2 separate regions of the Zea mays genome follow, and region 2 is linked to region 1. A link is a contact called in public Hi-C data. All regions are on one chromosome and are shown on one strand. Each heading gives the region's core, a stretch centred on a gene start, on an enhancer-like site or on the middle of the called end of the contact. The rest is flanking DNA. Distances are from core to core; before and after follow the strand shown.

Region 1 (3,636 bases), core at 1,039-3,538:
GATACGACTGTATTATAGTAGAACCAGTATTATACTGGTATTAGCACAGCCACACACTGCTATCAAGCACCACTACTAGTAGTATAATATTGCAGTGATATAAGCAGGGAGCCCAGCCCGGCCGAGCACGAGCAGAGTGCCTGCCACTGCCAGGCTCTCCCGCCGCCCTTTTTATGAGCGAGCAGCAGTGTGGGCTGGCCTAGCAGCGCCGCGCGGCTCACGCGGCGGGGGGCGGCTTCTCGACGTCCTCGAGCGGGCGGAACCACACCTTCTGGTCCAGCACCGTGCCTCCTGCAGCATCCGCGCCGGCGTCCGGCGCGCCACCAGCGGCCAGCTTGGGGTCCACCGCCGCCGGGCCGAAGACGCCGGTCTTGGGGTGGGGGCTCCAGTACTTGTCGGGGCTCCCGGCGCTGCCGATCACATCGTCCGGCACGAACGCCGGGCGCACCTGGTCCTCCAGGTTCTTGTCGTACGCCGAGGCGTGCACGGCCCTCCTGCACACGGGAACCAGAGAGAGAGAGAGAGAGCGTGTGACGATCGCTAGGTTCATCGCGTTCATGACAAGATGAAAAATCCCAACACCTAGGCTGAAACAATGGCGCCATGGCATCAGAGCTAGCAAACGCATCACGATCGGACTCCCACGCACGGCTGGGCTGCGCGCGCACATGGGCCGAATGGGCCATGGGCGGGCGCGCATGACTTCGTACAAGAGCGAGGCGAGGCCAGGTGGCCCTCCATGATCCCACTCACTCACTCACCACAGCAAACCGTACCACGCCCGGTACTATGTACCATCCACCACACGTCCACACCAAACACCGTCCGATGGGCATGTCACCTACTGCGAGACCCCACGGACGGACGGACGGCCCCGATCGGTCGTCGGCCCGGCGTCCCGCAGCAGCTGGCGCGATGGGATCGAAACAGAATCGTACGGACCGGATGCCAAAGGACGGTAGGTGGGGCCCGGCAGACGCGGATGCTTCTGGTCCCGGTCGTACCGTGGAGAGGGTTCCTTTCTTTCCTTTGAGTGAGAACCAAAGCAAGCGAGCCATGGCAGCCAAGATCGGCAGGTGGGTAGGAGTGAGTGACTGGCCACTGCACTGCCCACTGGTGAGGGTGAGGGTGGAGCCGAGCGACAACTACCGCGCACCAGACCCACCCATCAATCCGCCTTTCGGAAAGCGATGCGATGGAACACGGAAGGCAATCAGGCGAGGTCGCTTGCTGTTTGCTGCGCGGCTTGATGTGCACGTCCTGCGCGCCTCCACTGCTCCTCATCTTCTTTGTGTGGGTGCGCCTGCAGCCTGCTAGTGGCGTGGCGTGGCGTTTGGCTTTTCCAGTTTTCCTAGTGGCAGAGGCTGACAGACAGTTTTGCAGATTTGACAGTCTGAAGTGGGCAGAACCGTAGAACAACAAATACAGTAATATCTACGGAGGAGGGAGAGAAGGACTCCGTGGTACTAGTGTAGTACAAGCACATGGATCTGGCTTTGGTTGGGGTTCTTCTATCACTTCTACGGAGATGGATGGAGTTCTTCTATCACTTATACGGAGATGGTAGTGTGCATTCAAGTTGAAGATACATACTCTCCCTCCTAGTCCTAGACTCCTAGTATGTGTTCTATTGTTCTCGGACGGACGGCCAGAGGATTAAACAAGCTGGGAGATGTTCAGGGTTGCCATATCTACATACTCGTGTGAGAAGATAATCATTCTGTTGTCGCCAACTTCTAGATATTTCTGCTGACCAAAATCTTGGCACCAGCAGCACACTGAACCAACACGAAACAAGGGCTCTCTGCAGAACTAGAGTTATAGTTATCCACGAAGCTAAGATCCTCCCAACAAGTCCCAAGTCGGAGGGGGGCGAAATAAGCACTATCGATCCGAGGGACCGGATCACCGGACCCAGACTCCCAGAGCAAAGCTAAGAACGGCCGTAAAAAGAACAGACAGATCGCTCTGCTACAAGCCTAAAACTACGGCGAGATCTTCGACGAACTGATCAAGAACAAGCACGCTCAAAAATAGTAAAAAAAAAAGCAGAATCACAGGGCAAACCGAAACCCGCGCGTGTGGGGTGAGTGTGGCCCGTCTGAGTACCTCGGCGAGGCGGCCTTGCCGGCGAGGACGCGGCTGACGAAGCTTCCAGCGATCGCCCGCCCCTTGGAGCCAGCTGCTGCTGCCATGCAAAGATCGACCGTTCGGGAGCGGAGGGGAGCGGAGCGGAGCGGAGGAAGTCACCAAGCCAACAGTGGACAGGCAGGCTGATGAAAGGGTGCGGTGGGTTTTCGATTCCGTGGACTCCTACCGGCTGCCTCGTTTTATAGCGCCCGGGGCCCCCCGGGACCACCACCAGCGTGCACCGTGCAGGCCACCACCGTCCGAGCGAGCCGGTGCCATGCCGGCGCACCGTCGTACAGGTACGGCGCCTGCTGTTGCTGTTGGCTACTGCGTAAACAAAAGGGCAACGGAGCAGCTACGGCGGCTATTGGGGAGCAGCAGCACTGACGGTGACGGCAACCTTCCCGCTCCTGATCGGAACGTCCAGCTGTGCGTCCAACTACCTGCCAACGGCCAGCAGCATCGCCGTCCGGATAGCGACGTCACCTTGGAACCTCCATCAACGCTGGGCCGTCTGATCTGATCATGTCATGTGTGGCTGGCTGGCTCCTACTACGAGTACTACTATCATTGCGCGCGGCTCTTACCCCTTGAGAATGGTGCTATCCATGTGTCATTTCTCTCATGGCAAGTGTGCGTGTACAAAACTGCAGATAACTCGGTTTGTACCTGACCGTGCGGGCTACAATAGCACACGTAGCCCGCGTGATGCGGCACTGTTTGTTTCGCCGTAATGGGTTTAATTACTGTAAGGAATCACATTATTCAATTCGTGACAGGGGACTGCGGACGGGACGGTGGACGGTTGGACTGAGGAGCCTGCATTAGTTTCATCTGCGAGAGGGGGAAATGTCGGTCGCCAATGATAAACAAAAGCGGTTTTCTAGACGACCTTACCGGCTGCTAAGACGTACGTGCTTGCAACATACTTTTGTTAGTCATAGATAGACATGGGTATCCAAGACTATCTTCGGCAGACTTCTTATTTCACTATCTTCGGCAGACTTCTTATTTCACTTCATATCTCACACCATATTTTAAAGTTCATTCTGCAAACAGTATAATATATGATTCAAAACAATACTTTAGACGGCCGTTTACACGGACTGCTGAAGATAGCCTAAAGAAACTCTAATTCGTTTATCATGGGGTTTTTGTTCGCAGAAAACCACGATCTCCTCTGGTTTCATTCCTCTTATGTTTCCCTCTTTCATATCAAACTTGATCCCTCCTCACTGATTGAAGGCTCGTTTGAAATCTTCCATCGCAACAGAAACTCTAGTCCTGCGTGGGGCGTGCGGATGGATGGGTATTGTACCGGCGTGGCAAGTTTCTAGAACATATCCGTTAGATATCCTACCTATTTTTTATATCTCAAATTATCATTTTAGAAGGTAAGTTGTTGCTGCATACTTTTATAAGTTTATTATAAGAATAGGTTTAAATATCTATCTAATAATACTAAATACATATTCTAACAGATAATATAAAAAGAAGTACGAGAAT
Region 2 (3,854 bases), core at 99-2,598, 230 kb before region 1:
CTGAAACGCTAGCTGCTGAGACGGCGATGAGTGAGTATATGAGTGGTCGTCACTCGTCAGCTCGTCACCTCGTGTCCGAAGTAGGTGTCGAAGCCGTAGGCGAACCTGATGCCAGGGTAGGAGCAGGAGAGCTTCCGGCCGCAGGGGATCCAGTAGACGGTGGATCCTTCGTCGAAGAGGTGCACGGGGGCGAAGTGCTCCACGCCTTCCTTCATGATCAGCTTCACGCGCACCACCTTGCACTCGTCGTCGCCCGGGATCAGCTGCGTCGGCAGGACCTCGATCACGGCGTCCGCGTACTGCTTCTGCGGCTCTGCACAGCAGCAGGAAGAAGAGGAGCACTCAGCTCTGCACTTTGACTTGCGAATTTTCGGCGTGCAAATGCAAGGTTGCCGGCAGGCTTTCACCAATGTAAGCTTCGAAGTCGGGCTTCCTTGCCTCGATGGAGGCCTTGATGCTCTCAAGGCTGTGCCCACCACGCTCTCCCATGTCTCTCTGCAGTAAATGGTCGTGAAATCGAGGCAGACAACGTCCTGATGGTGACCAGCATCGATACACAACACAACGGACCTGGATTTTCCATGCAAGCTTCACCTCGTTGCTGATGTCCAGGTAGATGCTGAAATCTAGCAGGTCCCTCACGCGCTCGTCGAACCTGACACACGTAACAACAGATAGTAGATTAATTGTTCAGCAGCGCAGCGCATTTTAATTAATGAAAAAAAATGACGAAACGAAATGAGGCAAAAGGGATGCCTCAGTAGTCACATTGGGTGCAGCCCCTTGATGACGAGGATGTTCGGCGGGGTGATGAGCTCGGGCGGGTCGAGGAGGCCGGTGACGTGGTTGTAGACGGGTTTCTCGACGGCGCGGCCCTCCTTGATGGCCCTCACCTGCTCGTACATGAGGTCGAAGTCGACGAACCTCGGATCCAGCGCCGTGACGCCCTTCGCCTTCCGCCCGACCCTGTCCAGCGAGTGGTAGTCGTCCAGGCAGATCACCGTGGTGGTGTCGCTGACGAGCGTGTTGGAGCCCGGGTTCCGGCCGGCCCTCGGTGGCTCCGCCCCGCCGCCCAACACGCTCGCCAGGCGCCGCGTGAACGTGGTCTTCCCGCACCCTGAGTCCGCCGCCACCCCGATCACCACCGTCTTCGAGCACGACACGCGGATGGTGGCGGTGGGGTAGGCTCGACTCCGGCTTCGGAGAAGGATGGCCGTGCCCGCCGGCGAGTAGGGCGAGGTGGCGGCGCTCGTGTGCACCGTGAAGGCCGCCATGGATCAGCCGACTTCCTTGTCTTGTCTTGCTACCGTAGATATATGGTCAGCAGCAAAGGAAAGCGGAAAGCGACGACCATGAAAAAGCTTGGTGGTGGCTTTGTGGATGAAGATATGGTGGGGCCCGCGTGGCTTATTGATCCTCTCCTCCCTCCCTCAGTCCATAAAATAATGTAATTACAGGATCCGTAAAGCTACTGCGAAAGTAGCTTACATTTATAGAGTTTATAGTTAACTAGTTGTGTGCTCGTGCGTTGCAATGGGAGTACGCTGGGATGAGCATCGACACATATCTGATCGGATCTTACATTTTCTTGGGGGGTCTGGAGAAAGTTTGCTCGGAAGCCAAACATGTTAAGACATGTGCATGGGTTATCCTTGTGCCCTATCAACACACTGTTCCGCGCTTGTATGAGTCTTGTTAATTTGCATGCCTCATGTCTCAGTAGCAGTATCAGATTCCTTCAACCGTGGTCAAACCAACTGAAAGATTACATAACAGTGGGAAAACAAACTCACTATAAGTCGAGACATTTTTGTTCTACACTTGTCCTTTACATGAGCAACATATATATTATCTTATCATCAGTTGCTTTTACCACATCATGCTATCCAGAGTTCCAGACAACAACTCCAATATAAATTTCAAATCCAAGAACAACAACCAGTGTAATGAGATATCTGCTCAGGTCTCATACAAGCGCAGAACAGTGTGCTGATGGGGCACAAGGGTAACACATACTCAGGTCTTAACATGTTTAGCTTCCGAGCAAACTTTCTCTAGATCCCCAAGAAAATATAAGATCCGATCAGATATGTGTCGATGCTCATCCCAGCGTATTCCCGTTGTAACGCACGGGCACACACCTAGTGTATATATATATATATATATATATATATATATATATATATATATATAGGGTAGGTATAACGGGAGCCCTGGGCTTCTAATAGTTAAAGGAAGCCCAGGCCGACCACCCCTGCAAACTGGTTCAACCAGCGCGCCCAAACAGGCTGTCGGGTGCGCCACCTGCCCCACGTCTGTTAGCGCAAAAAAAAAGGAATGCATGCATGAGTCAAACACGATCCAATGCATGCGCATAAATTTAGGAAAGATATGTGCGGCAGTTTCTGTTTTTAAAATCCTTTATTTCCTCCATAAATTTAGGATCGCTGCAACAGCCATGCAGCTAGACGCGTAAGGACCATTTTATGATATATACTGAGACTAAATATGCTACACTGTGTTAATAATTATGCAATTCGATATACTGCGTAAAAATCTGTTACCAGCTGCATGCACACGAATTTATGATAAAAATAATGTGCAATGAAAGAAAATGAATTACACGCATAGAAACAAAAAATCGTATTTAATGTTTTATTTCCTTCATAAATATAAGATCCCTCTAACAGCCATGCAGCTAAAACACATTAAATCTAGTTTATGATATATATTGATACAAATTATACTACATGGTGTAGGTATTTATGCAATTCGTTACACTGCGTAAAAAATCTGGCATGTTGTTCACTGGTGGACGCACCTCCGGGTTGGAGCGTAATAACCTTAAGTTTTGAGCATAAAATCCATCAATTATAAGCGTATATACCGAGCCAATGAAAGAGGTTGATAGCTCTAGTAGGTTGTTATTACGATCCTATTTTTATGGCAGATCCGAAAAACATGGCAGTCGCATGCATGCGGTTATACAGATCCTAAAATTATGGCAAAATGCATGCATGAGTCAACCACGTTCCCTTACATGCGCGTAAATTTAGGAAAGATATGTGTGGCGGTTTCTATTTTAAATGTTTTATTTCCTCCATAAATTTAGGATCGCTGAAACAGACATGCAACTAAAACTCGTAATGACCATTTTATGCTATATACTGATACTAAATATGCTACACTGTGTAGATAATTATGCAATTCGGTATACTGCGTAAAAATCTGATACAGGCTGCATGCACACGAATTTATGATGGAAAGAACATGCAATGAAAGGAAATGAATTGCATGCATAGAAACAAAAAATCACATTTAATGTTTTATTTCCTTCATAAATATAGGATCCCTCCAACAGCCATGCAACTAAACGCATTAGAACTAGTTTATGATGTATACTGAAACAAATTATACTACACGGTGTAGGTATTTATGCAATTCCTTACACTGCGTAAAAAATCTGGCATGTTGTTCACTGGTGGACGCATCTCCGGGTGGAGCGTAAAAACCTTAAGTTTTGAGCATAAAATCCCTCAATTATAAGCGTAAATACCGAGTCAATTAGAGGTTGATAGCTTTAGTAGGTTGTTATTACGATCCTATTTTTATGACAGATCCGAAAACATGGCAGCCGCATGCATGCGGTTTCTATTTTTATACAGATCCAAAAATTATGGCAAAATCGTGGGAGTTTCCATTGCATGCGCGCAAATTAAGAACAACATAAATCAAGGAATTGCCTTTCAAATGTGCATGCAGTAAACTGATATACGAACTCTGTGTTAAAGCATAAAAACATACAGTTTTTAGCGTAAATAATACATGTGGTAGGCATAAAACACAATAAACGA

The links. A called contact is a pair of places that touch in the nucleus more often than the background predicts.
Region 2: a contact with region 1 is called in a Hi-C map of endosperm, with 3 times the contacts expected there. The contact joins the promoter of LOC100281866 here to the promoter of LOC100282825 in region 1. A contact is called at or near these places in 7 of 25 Hi-C or Micro-C datasets (bundle sheath, ear, endosperm and 3 more).

The regions. Positions count from the first base shown.
Region 1 is chr2:13,204,609-13,208,244 of Zm-B73-REFERENCE-NAM-5.0, reverse strand. It overlaps LOC100282825 (seed specific protein Bn15D1B), which reads right to left and starts at 2,288. Exons shown (of 2, transcript NM_001155731.2): 1 at 2,110-2,288; 2 at 1-494. The coding sequence starts at 2,195. The coding sequence ends at 218.
Region 2 is chr2:13,432,152-13,436,005 of Zm-B73-REFERENCE-NAM-5.0, reverse strand. It overlaps LOC100281866 (Phosphoribulokinase), which reads right to left and starts at 1,348. Exons shown (of 5, transcript NM_001154786.2): 1 at 769-1,348; 2 at 571-655; 3 at 408-495; 4 at 69-313. The coding sequence starts at 1,274.